Linked DNA regions of Mus musculus: region 2 is linked to region 1. The links are chromatin contacts, called in public Hi-C maps. All regions are on one chromosome and are shown on one strand. Each heading gives the region's core, a stretch centred on a gene start, on an enhancer-like site or on the middle of the called end of the contact. The rest is flanking DNA. Distances are from core to core; before and after follow the strand shown. Region 1 overlaps Sv2b (synaptic vesicle glycoprotein 2 b). Region 2 overlaps Sv2b (synaptic vesicle glycoprotein 2 b).

The links. Hi-C and Micro-C count contacts between places; a contact is called where the count stands out from the background.
Region 2: a Hi-C map of cerebellum shows a contact between it and region 1, with 2.0 times the contacts expected there. The contact joins two enhancer-like sites. A contact is called at or near these places in 5 of 484 Hi-C or Micro-C datasets (the Patski cell line, cerebellum, cortical neurons and 1 more), 1 of 115 datasets of contacts at active chromatin or transcription factors (embryonic stem cells) and 1 of 9 other capture datasets (pancreatic islet).

What each region holds. Positions count from the first base shown.
Region 1 is chr7:75,130,639-75,138,446 of GRCm38.p6, reverse strand. Sv2b (synaptic vesicle glycoprotein 2 b) reads left to right here. Exons shown (of 13, transcript NM_153579.4): 9 at 1,985-2,149. Among named protein-coding and RNA genes, the nearest start is that of 4930533N22Rik, 100 kb to the right of the region's middle. Within about 2 kb of position 2,931, at least 13 of the 459 cell types and tissues checked have an H3K27ac peak or open chromatin away from gene starts, as enhancers often do. A contact at or near this core is called in cerebellum, where this site is marked.
Region 2 is chr7:75,201,967-75,209,774 of GRCm38.p6, reverse strand. Sv2b (synaptic vesicle glycoprotein 2 b) reads left to right here. Exons shown (of 13, transcript NM_153579.4): 2 at 2,853-3,685. The coding sequence starts at 3,235. Among named protein-coding and RNA genes, the nearest start is that of 1500012K07Rik, 100 kb to the left of the region's middle. Within about 2 kb of position 4,189, at least 2 of the 459 cell types and tissues checked have an H3K27ac peak or open chromatin away from gene starts, as enhancers often do. A contact at or near this core is called in cerebellum, where this site is marked.

The DNA of each region.
Region 1 (7,808 bases), core at 1,682-4,181:
GAAGCCTATAGAGGGATTATTCAATTCCAACACTTTGGAAGTCAAAGACACTGAGCACTAATATTCAAATCATCAAATGCTTAAAAAGTGAGCTTTATTTATATTTCTTTATGTTGAGTTTAATTTCGTTTAATAGGTAATATATTCCAAATGTAAGAACACCAGGGAAATCTTACCTCTGCTCCCTCCTGTCTTCCACCCATTCCCTTCTGCCTCCAGCATGCATCTTTTAGTTCCTGTTTTTTCCTGTTCTCTGTCTCTGTCTCTCTGTCTCTCTCTGTCTCTATTTCTCTCTCACACACAAAAATGTAAGCAAGTATATATTTGTATATTTATATATTTGTGTATATATATATATATATACATATATATATAGTTTCCCAAAGTCTGTGTATATATGCAGGTATTTCCCAAGATTTGTAAATATGTGTAGCTGTTCCTCAAGGTCCCCATAGCCTATGCAGATGCTTTGTTCTTCTTTTCTTATTCAAGGAAAAACACTTTGCATTTGCTTATTGTAGTCAATGATATGTACCCAGTATCTATCCACGCTAATCAACTAAGGTTTGGGTTTCCCTCCCTCCCTCGAGCCCCCCCCCCCCGCCCCGTTTTGAGATAGAGCTCACGTAGCCCAGGATGGCTAGAATTTCACTATGTAGCTGAGGCTTTCCTTGAATCCTTGATCCTCCTGTCTCCTCCTGCTAAATCTGGGATTATCAGCATGTCCTACCATCTGTGGGCCTTCCTCTTTGAAGAGGAATAATATGTCTGAGTAGTACCCCACACTACCTCCTCCATCACTCGTCATTAGCCAAGGCTCCCTTGTAAGACTTCTGGGAGTTTCCAGATCTTTGCTATTGTGAACAGTGCCACGACGTCGAGACCGTGGGGTATGCAATTGCACTGGGAAATAAAGGACCCACAGCTTTTAGTGCTGAGATTCCCGAAATAATCTGTGGCCTGGGTTCACTGGGGCTGCTTTGTCAGTGAACTAGATTCCCGGAAGTGGCATTCAAGGGTCAAAAGAGATAAGCCACCAGAAATATTTTTAGGCAGCAATAAGCTCTTCTCCACACATGCTTTCCCTGCTATCAATAGAACAGAGCATCTTTGCTCTCAGTCAGATAAATGTTGCTTTGATGTAACATCTGAGGGTTTGGGGTATAATTTATATCACTCAAAAGGAGAGCTTTAAAAAATAATTTATATATCTCTATGTTTGTTTCATGTGTATATGTGGTATGTATATATATGTACCCCCCCCACACACACACACTCTCTCTCTTTCTTTGTGTGTTTGTGTGCACATGGGCAGATGTGCATGGAAGCCAGACATTGAAAGTTAGGTATCTTCCCAGATTGTTTCCACATTATTTACTGAGGCAGGGTGTCACTGAACCTGGATCTTGTTGATTTTGTCTAGTCTGGCTAGCCAGCTTGTCCTGGGGATTCCCTGTGCTTACCTCTCCAGGCCATCTTGTCTACCTATGATTTATGCTGGAGCTGGGGATCTGAAAATCACCCTCAACCTTGCACAGTGAGCACTTTATCCACTGACCTCTTTGCTCAGCCCCCTTCCTCTTTTCTGTCTTTCATCTACTCGGGTTGTCTAAGTGCTGCCGAGTCAGCAGTGCGGAGCATGCGGTCCTCACCCAGTGAGAATATCTTTACCGTGTCTCCTTTTACTACAGTTCTGGCTTTTGAGTTAAGATCTGTTTTCTATAGGTTAGAAAAGGGCCCACCAGTCCCTAATCTACTGGTAGGCTTTGTTGTTGTGAGCTTTTAATCAAGTGCATATCAGAATATCATTTTCTTCCGTCTTTTAGGTGTGCTAATGTGACGAATTTTGTTTTCCATTTGCTAATAATGAACCAGATTACTACATTAATTGTGGTCTACAGTAAGTCATGGATGCAGATTCCACTGCTGAAAGAATGAGCCAGTCCGGGGGGGCCTTTTAGATTCTCCTCCTTCTCTCTTGCAGTTACTACGGCCTGACGGTGTGGTTCCCCGACATGATCCGCTATTTCCAGGATGAAGAATATAAGTCTAAAATGAAGGTGTTTTTTGGTGAGCACGTGCATGGCGCCACGATCAACTTTACCATGGAAAACCAGATCCACCAACATGGGAAGCTTGTGAACGATAAGTAAGTGTGCAACCACGGGCTTCCCCTGGGCCTGAGTGGCAGTCAATGGGGTTCCCTTGGAAGAGAGCATTGGGATGCTGAGAGCTCGGTGTACTAAGGATGGACTCCAAGGATAGAGTGGCCCTCACAACCCATCCTTACTGCTAGAGATACTATAGTCCCCTGAGGGCTGACTCTGTACTGTACCCACCCCTGAGGTTCCCCCCTTGTGCCCTGACTATAAGATAACATGACATTTGGTAGAAGGTGACCAATGTGTCTGTCTTTTCTGAGAACTTGATCCTTTGATGAAAGGGTACTACAGAAAGCCACATTCCATCTGGTGCCACTGGGCTGAGCGTGTCCTCTTTTGAGCTTGAACTGTGCTTAGCAAGCTCCTAGGATGTGACTGTCATTGTGTGAGTGACCACGGGCTTTGCCATTGCACTGGGAAATAATGGATGCACAACTTTTAATGCTGAGGTCCCTGAAAACAAAAACAAAAACAAAAAAAAAATCTGTGGCCTGGTCGTTGAGCTTTCCCTTTGATTCTGGAAGCTTCTCTGTGCTATTATGAAACTCATTTTTGTTATTCTTCATATGATACTACCTCAGAAGGTAGACCAGTATGTTCTGTGGTCAGTGGGAGTCTTGTTCTTAGGGGAGAAGTCACTGGAGTTTTAGAAAGGTTCTGCTTATGTCTTTGTGAGGTTGCTCAGTTCATTTGACTCATCTCCCTCTGTACGGGACAAATGACGTGGAGAGTTTAGACTGCTGCATCTCCTCTATGAGGCTGCCCCCTGGAGGTGAAGTAGCAGACAAAGGCAGGACATATGATAGGCTCCAGGTCATATTTTTCTCCAGGATAGCATGGGCCCCTTGAAGTTGCCCTCTGAAATTGTACCTAGTAAGGTCACTGAGGTAAGTGGTGGGTGAGTGACCATAGAATTATGCGGAATTTCTGGAGGTGCTATGGCTTAGACACATCGCTCCCAGTGCCATTAACTCCCTATCCACCACATTATCACAAAATTGGCACTGTCACGGGGTCCCCTCTGAAGCTGATTGAATTCAAAACGTATCTGTCTTCATGGACAAATTTGAAAATTTACCATGCTTTTGTCTTTTGTGTTATGCTGCCACCTGGTGGTCAGAACATAACAATACCTCTTCTTTCCAAGCCCCAAGCTGTTGATCCTCCTAGGCATCCTTTTTGTCCTGTATTCCCCTCCACCCCCCCGCCCCGTCCCCCTGCCTCCCCGCCCCCCCCCCGCCCCATGACATCATGCACATGTTGCTTTAAAATGTAGACGAAAATGCTTTATTTTACTGAGTAAACACATGGCGAAAATGAAGGGCCTCAGACTCCCTCCGTGTACTGTAGGTCCCACTGAAAGCCAATCCTTATCCTTCCGAGAAACCTTGACCTCAAGAAGAAATCAAAGTGCACAGGCCACTTTTGGCCCCACGCCAAGAGATCAGCCACTGGTACATTTTATGGGACATAAGTGCTCTCTGCATTCCAACATAGTGTTTGCCTCAGAGTTTGTGAGATTTTCAAATTGCAAGAAAGGCAAAGGATTAAATTCATATTTTATAATTCTTAGCCAAAATGCCAGGTTAGGTTACCCTTACTAGTAATTAAGAGAAAGATTGGGCTCCCGTCTGCGTATGTATTAACTAAGTAGCTAACTAATTGATGGGACTGCTTCAAGGAGACAGCACCCGCTTGTGAGTGGGTTAGTGTGGGGAAGGATACCAGGGAGAGGTGCCTGATTCCTGTCTGTGAGAGTTCAGGAAGCCATGACCTGATTTCCATTTTTCTTTTTGGCAGAAGGGAAGTTGAAGCTGTACTCTGAACCCTTGGGGTTGGGTTTGCAGTGGGACTGCACCTCCATTCACAGAGGTGACTTGCCATTGAGGAATAGAAAGGCTTTTTATTAAAAAGTCATATGAAGTCAACAGGGCTTCCATTAAAGGTCAGCTGCGAGTAGCTCAGAGTGCAAACGAGGCTCGTGATTCACCATTAAATGAGGTTGGGAGCATGGCAGGAAGCAGAGGGGGAGGCAGAGTCAGGCAGTGAGCAAAGGTGGATCCCATGCACTGCGTGAAAGGTCACGATGCCACCAGGGTCCCTTTTTAGTAGCACATAAATAAGATGTGGGTTTTAACACTAATGGTGGCTAATTTCAATATAGTAAAGTCCCTTGCAAATGCCAACAGTAGGTGGTGAACATAGGCAATTGCCGCAATATACTGGGCTGTCCGTCTCACAACCTGCACTTGAAGGTTACCGTTCACATATGGAACACATATTAAACTATGTGGTAGAATTTCTCAGTACCACTTCTTGCTTTGTGTGGGTCACGTATACATTCTTCTTGACAGTCTTTCTGGGCACTTTGTAATTTTTGCTGGGCACTGAAAACAGGATCTCTTTCTCCCAATAAAAGGTTTATGATTGCAAATACATAAGAAACCTGTTGACTATCGGAGGCTTATTTTGTGCCTAATTGAGCTCCTAAGACTCTTCTTCATTATTGGTTCTGTAATCCTATCACCTTTGAAGAACTATTGCCTTCTTTTTATGGTGGAATATTCTGTACTTTGAGAGACTAGGGAATAATACAGACAACACTATTTGGGGTACTCAGCCTTATAAACCATAACGTCTAGGTCATTAGCTTAGGTTTTAAGTACTCATTTTGTGAACCGTGTTTCCTTCTTGTGAAGAGAAGTTACTTGGAGTTGATGCCAGCACCTCTTACATATGAAGCATGCACTGTATCATAGAACAGCGGTTCTCAACCTGTGCTCACAGCCCCTTTGGGGGTTGCATATTGGCTCTCCTACACGTCAGATATTTACATTGTGGTTCAGCAAGGTTACAGTTATGAAGTACCAAGGATATAATTGTGTGATGGGAGTCTGCACATGAGGAGCTGTATTAAGGGGTCACAGCATTAGGAAGGTTGAGAAAGACCGCTCTAAGCTACGTTCTTCAGACCACCATTGTCAGGAGTTGGTGCTATATATTTGTGCATGCCTCTGTGTATTTTCCAGTGTAATTCTGTATCTGTAAGCATTGCACGACAGTCTTCTGTATGTGTCACGTTTCAGCTAAAATATATAATGTACATTAATTGTTATTACGATTGTTTTTCTGAGACAGGGCCTTGTGTAGGCCAGGCTGGTCTCAAACTTGCCTTGTAGCTGAGGATGCTCTTGGATTCTTGATCTTCCTGCTTCCACCTCTGGCTGGGATTACAACTGTGCACTTCCATTCCTTGCTTTGCACATGCTTATTATACAACTTCTTTTTGTTTGTTTAGGATCACACTCTTTTCAAAATTCATGTATTCTGTGACAATTTCATAAATGCACAAAATAGATTCCAGGCACATTCACCTCCCTCCATCCCTTACCCCTCTGACTCCACTCCCACTATCATCCCCCTCCTTACCAGGTCTCTATTCTAGTTTCGTGGCTTTTCATTTTGATTTTGTTTTTGCATGGTGACTCACTGGGTGTAACCTGGGCATGTGCACAAAGCTGTCTGTGGGAGAGTGACCAATCACAGAGGCCACGTCACTAAGGACAATGGCTTTCTGTCACCTAGAGCCATCAAGTGCCTACAGCTCCCATAGGGAGGGCGGGGCTTGTGGATCTCTTCTCTGTCTGACAGTTTATGGATCCACTCTTTGCCGGACCTATTCAGGTAGCTGCAGCTATGGTGATGGCTAGCATAGCTACACAACTCATTTTTTTTTAAACTTGAATTTCATCTCATGCATATGCTACTATCTATCTATTCTGTTGCTGGCCATTTAGGTGACAATTGTTCACCATTACAATAATGTTGCAAAAAATTATCTTTATGAGAAAGAGCTTTTCTCGCTAGAGTAACTGAAGGTAAAATTCCTGAGTAGGAAGGGTCTTGCTTAGATATGCTCACATGAAAACTCTACTTCCTCTATACCAGTGGCTCTCAACCAGTGACAACCTTTCGGGTCAAATGACCTTTTCACAGGGGTCACCTAAGACCATCAGAAAAACATATTTACATTAGGATTCACAACAGTAGCAAAATGGCACTTATGAAGTAGCAATGAAAATACTTTTATGGTTGGAGGTCACCACAACATGAGGAATTATATTAAAGGGGAGTGGGCAGCATTAGAAAGAGAACCACTGTCCCATATTTTAAATAAAACTTTTCTATGTACATGTTGTATTTGTGTGTGTATGTGTGTGTGCGCATGTGTGCATGTGTACATATGTACATGTGTGTGATGTGTGTTGGGGGAGATATGTGTGCCACAGCATGCACAGGACAACTTGGTGGAGTCAGTTTTCTCCTCCCACTTTTATGTGGATTCTGGGGATTAAACACAGGTTCTTTTTTTTTAATTAGATATATTCTTTATATACATTTCAAATGTTATCCCAAAAGTTCCCTATACACTCCCCCTGCCCTGCTCCCCTACCCACCCACTCCTGCTTCTTGGCCCTGGCATTCTCCTGTACTGGGGCATATAAAGTTTGCAAGACCAAGGGGCCTCTCTTCCCAGTGATGGCCGACTAGACCATCTTCTGCTACAAATGCAGCTAGAGATATGCGCTCTGGGGGTACTGGTTAGTTCATATTGTTGTTCCACCTATAGGGTTGGAGACCCCTTCAGCTCCTTGGGTGCTTTCTCTAGCTTCTCCATTGGAGGCCCTGTGTTCCATCTTATAGATGACTGTGAGCATCCACTTCTGTATTTGCCAGGCACTGGCATAGCCTCATACGAGACAGCTATAACAGGTCACTTCAGCAAAATCTTTCTGGCATATGCAATAGTGTCTGGGTTTAGTGGCTGATTATGGGATGGATCCCCAGGTGGGGTAGTCTCTGGATAGTCCATCCTTTTGTCTTAGCTCCAAACTTTGTCTCTGTAACTCCTTTCATGGGTATTTTGTTCCCATTGAAGTATCCACCCATTGGTCTTCCCTCTTCTTGATTTTCTTGAAACACAGGTTCTTAAGTTGTATAATAAGAGCCTTTACCCGCTGAGCCATCTCACTGGCTCCTGCTACAGTTTTATCTGTCTGCCTATCTGCCTGTCAGTCTATCTGATGTGATTTTTCAAAATCTTCCTCCTTTCAATATTTTCTTCCTCCCTCCCCTCCAAGGCAGGGTTTCGCACTGTAACAGCCCTGCCTGTCTTGGAAGTCATTATGATACAGACTAGGGCAGCCTTGACCTCACAGATATCTGCCTGCCTCTGTGTTCCAAGTGCTGGTATTGAAGGCGTGGCCCCACACTTGACCTTGACCTTGTATTTGTTACTTATCTGTGTGTGTGCACGACACTTCTTCCTTCTCTTTCTTGTGCTTCTGGTACCTTCCTCTGTGAACTTCTCAAGTTATTGTTTTGTTTCCATATTTCTTTGGGAAAATCATTCACCATTATCTCACATATTTATTCTGACAAATTCTGTCCCCCTTTCATCTTGAATTATGAATGCTACCTATATTAGATTGTCCTGTATGCCCTTGTAGTTTTAGATATTCCTTTCTGTCTTTATTTTTCTCTGTGTGTATTTGATAGTTTCTTTTGAATTATGTATAATTTCAGCAATTTATTCTTTTCGTTATGACATGTGTCCTGGTGAGTCTATCAAACACATTTTTTTTC
Region 2 (7,808 bases), core at 2,940-5,439, 70 kb before region 1:
TCCAGTCTTAGGCTCTATTCTTAATGAGATTACACTCTGAGATCCTGAGGGTCAGGGTTCAGTTTATCCTTTGTGAAGGAAGCAATTTAACTCACAGTGTTGCAAATGACTAATTGGTGTGTTCTCCAGAAAACATTCTGTTAAAAATATAATTACTTGGCATTTCTCAATGAGATAGAAGCGTCAAGACAAACTAAAAAAATGTTGGAGAGGGAGGCCCCTGTTATTCACTGCACTTGACATTCACCGCAGTTCTTCGAACCAGATTGGGTGAGTGGGGTTGGTTTTGACAAAGGCCTGTTTTCTTTTCACAGAGAAAGTCCCAGAATCTTTACCCAAAGTGGTATTTCCCACATATGCTTTCAGAATTGAAAATCTTTCCTTCCTGGCTCGTGACATTTTTGTGGGGCCTCCAGAATAGAAATAACAGAGCAGATCTCAGGCAGTTGGCATTCCTTCTCCATGTGACAGCATCCTGCTAACATTTCTGCTGTTTGTGTGTGATTTATTGTCCTCCCAGGGTTCCTAAATGCATGCAATGAAAACCAATTTAGAATATTAATCTGACGTGATCCTGGCCAGCCTGGCCAGTTTATTTTGTGGAGATGGTGAACATTTTTGCAAGAGCAGAGTGAGAGTCATTCTTCTTAGTATTTCTTGCTAGCTTTTTCAGTACTGTTTCTCTGAGTCCCCCAGGTGGGTGGAGGGGCTAATGAAAAATGATATTTCCAGGCCTGATTTTCACACTGCAGTTTTCGGTGTCTTTTAGAGAGAGGCCCTAGAATTCCATTCTTTTTTCTTTTTCTTTCTCTTTTTATTGGATATTTTATTTATTTACATTTCAAATGTTATCCCCTTTCCCGATTCTTCCCCCAAGCCCCTTGCCCCAACCCCTTCCTCCTGCTTCTATGAGGGTGTACCCCCACCTACCCATCCACTTCTGCCTCCCTGCCCTCGCATTCCCCTATACTGGGACATTGAGCCTTCATAGGACCAAGGGCCTCTTCTCCCTTTGATGCCCAACAAGATTATCATCTGCTACATATGTGGCTGGAGCCATGGGTCCCTCCATGTGTACTCCTTGGTAGGTGGGTTAGACCCTGGGAGCTCTGGTTGGTTGATATTGTTGTTCTTCCTATGGGGTTGCAAACCCCTTCAGCTCCTTCAGTCCTTTCTCTGAATCCTCCATTGGGGACCCGGTGATCAGTACAATGATGGGCTGCGAGCATCCACCTCTGTATTTGTCATGCTCTGGCAGAGTCTCTCAGGAGACAGCTATATCAGGCTCTTGTCAGCATGTACTTCTTGGCACCCACAATAGTGTCTGCATTGAGAGCCAGAGCTTTTTATCCTCCTTCCATGAGAAAATGCATTGTATTATTGGAGTTAGAGAGTTCCCAGAGCTAGAGTCTCTCTAAGGGTGAAGATGGGGAGAACCAGGTAGCAGGTATTGGGCAGAGAGCTCAGATTTAGAGTGTGGGCAGGGGGAGGAGTCTAGCAGCTGCTGCAAGGGCAACTGTGTGGGGTCTTTTGTGACGTAGCACCTACTGAAAGCAAGGAAAGGCAGTGGGTGCCATGTGTGGAAGGAGGCTTAGTAAGGATTGATGGCTCTGAATTTGTTGGCAGATGGGCTTTTTTTCCCTTACTTTCCCCACCTTCTCTAGTTCTCTGTAAATAGCTCATTTTCAGTCCACACTTGGGTACATGGTAAGCATCATTTGGTGATGGCTCAAATCTTGTGAGACTTGAGATTCTAGAACAGGAGTTGTCAAACTTCCTAATGCTGTGATCTGACAGTACAGTTCTTCATGTAGTGACTCCAAACCATTATGTTTACTGTTACTTTATAACTGTAATTTTGCTACTGTTATGGATCAGAATGTCTATATCTGTGTTTTCTGATGGCTTGAGGACACCTCTGTGAAAGGGTCATTTGACAACAAAGGGTCATGATCCACAGATTGAAAACCACTTTTCTAGAAGGTAGCTTGGGCAGAGAATCTACCTCGTGGGTGTTGGACTCAAGAGAGCGAACCTGTGATTCGATCTGGGTTATAAGACAGTGCTTTGCACCTAGACAATATTGGTCCCTGGCTTTCCAGAATGGAAGTAGGAACAATGATATTGCCTGAAATAATATTGACCTGTAGGCTGGATACTTGCTATATAATCTTATACATTAAGTAATATTGTCTCATGAAACATGACTCTCATGTATGACAGACTCTTTCCAAGCCTCAGGTCTCCCATAAAAATCTGGGAGATATGGCTCTGAGTCTCATATTTGACTCCTGTTCTTACCCATTTGAGCCAAGTACAAGGTCATAGAGGCCTTTGAGCCACAGTGCTGATCTCAAAAGCAAGCTGGGCTCTAGAGAAAGCTATTTCTGCATTCTATACTTCTAAATGTAAAGTGATACAATTACTTCATATTGAAGCTGGAAAAGCATACATTTTCACAAGAGAAATTGACCCATGGGATAGTTCTACTGTTGGCAAAAGCTTGATAAGTTCAAAGGAAACCCGTAACACAAAATAGCCTTGTACTGAAAAATTCCTTGACCACTTCCTTTTGAATTCCTGTATAAGATCTGATCTTTGACCTTCACCGGGTTCTTCAAAGCTCAAAGAGCTTCTCTACCCATGGTTGCATTCACTACCCTTACAATTCCTTCCTCACTTAGCTTATGTGAGTTCAAATGTCTAACCAAAATATGCTTCACCTTACACATGAAATATGAGTATTAGTAAATATCTTCATTTAATTCAAAGATCATGTCAGAATCTCAGACTTTTCTAACTAGTCTATCTATTCAGACTGTTCTAACTATTTTTTCTGTCTCTATTCCTAGGCTATAACCTTCAGGAGAAGGACAAACATCACAGCCAGTGAGCTGCCAAGCACTGCTCCGACCTTGTCAAAGAGAGCAGCTGGACCCATTTTTAGTTACTCCCAGCACAAGCCTCTGGGTCATATAAGGAGAACAGACCAGAATTTGATACTTTCCGAAGACGTTTAACACACACCAGCACAAAAGGCTACTTAGGTTGTCTTTGTATGAATTTGGTTGATTTGAGAAACAAATTGAAAAGGTGATTTTATTGAAAAAGTCTCATGAGCATGCTCACCATTTCAATGATATAATAGATGATGGTTATTGGAACAGCCCAAATATTTACCACAGAGCAAGAGATATAGCTTGAGCGGCTACCAGACAATCCCAGAACCAAGGAATGGATGACTACAGGTATCGGGACAACTATGAGGGCTATGCCCCTAGTGATGGCTACTACCGTAGCAATGAGCAGAATCAGGAAGAAGATGCACAGAGCGATGTTACAGAAGGCCATGACGAGGAAGATGAGATCTATGAAGGCGAGTACCAAGGCATCCCTCATCCAGATGATGTCAAGTCTAAGCAGACCAAGATGGCGCCCTCCAGAGCAGATGGTCTTGGGGGCCAGGCAGACTTGATGGCTGAGAGGATGGAAGATGAGGAGGAGCTGGCTCACCAATATGAGACCATCATTGATGAGTGTGGCCATGGGCGCTTCCAGTGGACCCTCTTCTTCGTCTTGGGTTTGGCCTTGATGGCTGATGGAGTGGAAATATTTGTAGTGAGCTTTGCTCTGCCAAGTGCAGAGAAAGACATGTGTCTGTCCAGTTCCAAGAAAGGAATGCTTGGTAAGTAGGAACTTCCAAAGGTTATTTTCCTTGTGACATCAAGTATATGAAAGTCAAGGAGAATATAAATGTATATATTTACATATGTATATATTTACACATACACATATAAGCACACACACACACACACACACACACACACACACACACGTATAGCTTGTCACTGTTGGATATCCTGCAAAGTTATAAGTTTTATAGTCATTTTGCCATTAAGATGTTATATTATGGACACTAATTAATTTATTAACTCAAACTTTCATAGCTAGTATCATAGCTTGTTTTTTTTCCAAGTCTTTTTGATTCGTAGCTTTCTTTGATTCCCAAATCTTGTTTTCTCGAATGACAGACTATTAAACCATCTTCCATATCCAAGTAACAATACATTTTGGAAGGGGTAAGCCAGAGGTCTGGTCCATCATGTTTTCTTTATGTGTCTTCCAAGAATCCAATAGCATCTGCTCCCAGCTCCTCTTGTACTGAGAGTTAGTGGCTGAGTGCCCATGTGGCTTGGATGACTGATGGGCTTCAGCATACCCACATGCAGAGTCCCCGTAGGCAGTTAAGTACCATGGTGTGAAGCACAGATGTATTCTGAAGGATAGAGGACCAGCTTGCAAGTCAGTTAGCAGACCAGGACTGTCAGATCCAAGCCTCAGGCATCAGGGCTCGAGGCAGAAAGGATTTTGTGAAGTTATAGAGAGGATGAGCACAAATGGTGTGGAATAGAAGAAATTTATCATAATAGAGCCATGGGTTTGTCTTGATCACCAAATGGTCTGAAAAACATATGTACCCTCTACATTTAGTGTCCAAATAGAGCCCAAGATATATGAAGCTATTGAGTACTTACCATGAACCAGTTTATCATTCAAGATAAAGAATAAGTATGGTCCCCAGGAGTTCAAAAGCTGCCCAGCACCAAATTCATTGATTCAACAAGTAGGTACATACATATTTCTGGTCTATAATATGCTGGTATCTGTGAAACAGTCTTGGATTAAAAATAGGTTTTGTGTCTTTAAAAATATATATCACAAGACAAGAAAGTCTTTATAAACACAGATTTAATAACTTCAGGGATAAACATTGGAATGTGTCTTGTGTGGTTCTAGACCTTGACTTTGGCAAAGGAGTTAACAAGCATTTATGAAAAGACTGAGATAGCAAACATTTTTGAAGCCCAGATGGCCCCTGTCACAGGTATTCAAATCCCATTCTGTAATCCAAATGATATGAAGACAGTATATAAACCAGTAGACATGATTGTGCTTCAGTAAAACTGAGACTGAGCTTGGGTGGAAGCAGGAGGACTGTGAACTTGAACACAGCTTGTGGTATTTAGTGAGACTATCACAAAATCAGGAAAAAAAGTAAGAAATGCATATATAAAGCAATATGAAGAATTGTCACCAGATGAACAAAACAACAGCAACCAAACCTCCCAAACTAGCTGAACAAAAACCTTTATCTCTGGGTCATTAAGCCTTGTCTTATACATTTATGCTTAATCTATAATGCCATTTGAATGATTAGGGCTCCATCAGGCATGACCGAGGAAATCAAAGGAGACTAAGTATATAAAAACAGATGCTTTGAGAAGCTGGAGTGTTATTCAGCTTTTAAAAGCCAATAGAATTTTTAGTTACACATGAGTGTCCCTGCATATGCATATACATACTACCCGACTTTAAATGTTAAATAGTAGGTTTTAAATCATTTATTTATTTTTACTTTTATGTGCATCGGTGTTATACTTGCATGTATATCTGTGTGAGTATCAGGTCTCCTGGAACTGGAGCTACAAACAGTTGTGAGCTGCCACTGGGAATTAAACCTGGTTCCTCTGGAAGAGCAGCCAGTGCTTTTAACTGCTAAACCATCTCCTCAGCTCCTGTGGTAGGTTTTTGATTAGGCAAGGGAAAAGAACAAAATTTCTAACTGAAACCAATCCATCTGTAACTGACTTACGCATTTTTAAGTTATCAACTTGTTTTTGTGCTATGCCCAACTGAAACCCAAGTCCCTGTTTATTCTGGCAATGTCAATGATGGTTTCATGCCCATCAGTGTCTCTGGCACTACATGCCCAGCAACCTTAATAGTAGACATGCAGTATTGTGACAGCTCCTACTTCTCCCAGGGAAAACACTGGGCAGGCGATGAGCAAATGTGGTTATGGTCTAGAGAGCCCACACTGGTACAATTTTGCCCTCCAAGTTACCAAGATGCTATGACTCAAACTGAGAAGGGCACATAGACCCTGAGCAGAGATTCCCATCTTGGGTGCCCAGAAGATTTCCTATGTAGTCAAAAAAAAAAAAAAAAAAAACATGAATCTAAGTTGATCAGCAGGGTGGATGACTGAGAGTCTTGGAGTCATCTCCTTGTAGGTTAGCCACATGGAGAAAGATTTGGAGAGCTTTATCCAAGCCCACAGAGATAGCAAGTGCCTAACAGGGCATGATGGCAGGACTGCCTGACTTTGAGGTCTGGGGTAACTCTTCTGTGCCATCCTGCTTTTTTCTTAATCTTAGGCTACAGAAAAGAAGTCATGCCCTGTGCAGCCTTCTCTCCATATGGGATCATGCTACACTGGGTAATAACTTGAGCACTGGAGAATGACCATGAGAATTTCTCAACTAACTATGTTAGTGACCTTAGGCAAGTTCTAACTCCTGTAACTCAGTTTTCCTGAGGAATAAGTAAGGATAATGACACTAATGTTGGAAAGACTGAGATGATGCAGGCAGAGCATGAGTATGGATGCTTTCTAAACAACTCAGCTCCCTCGTTTGTGCCATGACACTCTCCTGCCAGCGTGTGCATGGATTTTGATTGCACTGATACAATGGGGCAGCCTGGATGCCAGGGCCAGGCTGCTTAGGTTTGAAGGGTCACTGCTGACTCTTATTGGGGCAGCCTCAGAAAAGTTACTCAGTTGCTTTGTGCTCTGATTTCCTCACCTGTAAAACCTGGACTAAGGTGATGCCAACTCAGTAGGATTTCTGTACAGATGGACTGAATTCAACTGTACTAGATTTAATGTAGTTAACTTGGCAGGCTTACTACCCAAGCTTACAGGTGCTCAAGATATCTTTACAGCCTTTTACTGAAGTTGTTGTTGTTGTCAGTGATTGATTGGTAGTGATGAGCCACTCACACTCAGGACATCAGATCTGCTTCCATGGCGTTGGACATATCCATCAGCCAAATGATACCTTGTAGACTCTTAAGGTCAAGCAGCTTGACCTCAGCTGGAAAAGGCCTTTGTGTTCCAGAACTTTTCCTCCCCAACCTCAATTATTTTAAAAAGAAACTCTCATAAGTTCAGCCTCTAGCTTGGCTGTCAGCTAATGGCCCAAGAAAACAGAACAACCCATGTCTGACTCAGAAGTCATTTTATTTTCTTTTCAAAAAAAAAATCAGTTCAGAAAAATTAAAGATGCTCTTTTGCTATCTTAGCTGTTTTTCTTGAACATTATATTTTAGTGGTCCCCTCATGTACAGATGTCCGGATTCAAGATCATAATGCTAGCATGAAGGTCCAGCCTTGCTCCTATCCAGTGGTGGTTGCCTTTAAGACGAGGAGAATGCATCCACTTGGTTAATTAAGCATTCCCTTCTTTCTTTTTATTAGATATTTTCTTTATTTACATTTCTAATGTTTTCCACTTTCCAGCTCTCCCTTTTGGAACCCCCCCATCCCATACCCTCCTTTCTCGCCTCTATGAGGGTACACTCCCATCCACCCACCCACTCCCATCTTCCTGTCCTGGCATTCCCCTACACTGAGGTATCAAACACACTCATGCCCAAGGGCTGCTCCTCCCACTGATGTCCAGTAAGGCCATCCTTTGCCACATATTTGCTTGGAGCCATGGGTACTTCCATGTGGACTCTTTGGTTGGTGGTGAACTCCCCCGGAGTTCCTGGGGGTCTGGGCAGTTGACACTGTTGCTCCCTCCATGGGGATACAAACCCCTTCAGCTTTCAGTTCCTTCTCTAACTCCACCATCAGGGATCCAATGCTCAGTCCAACAGTTGGCTGAGAGATCTACCTCTGTATTTTATCGGCTCTGGCAGAGCCTCTCAGGAGACAGCTATAATCAGGCTCCTGTCAGCAA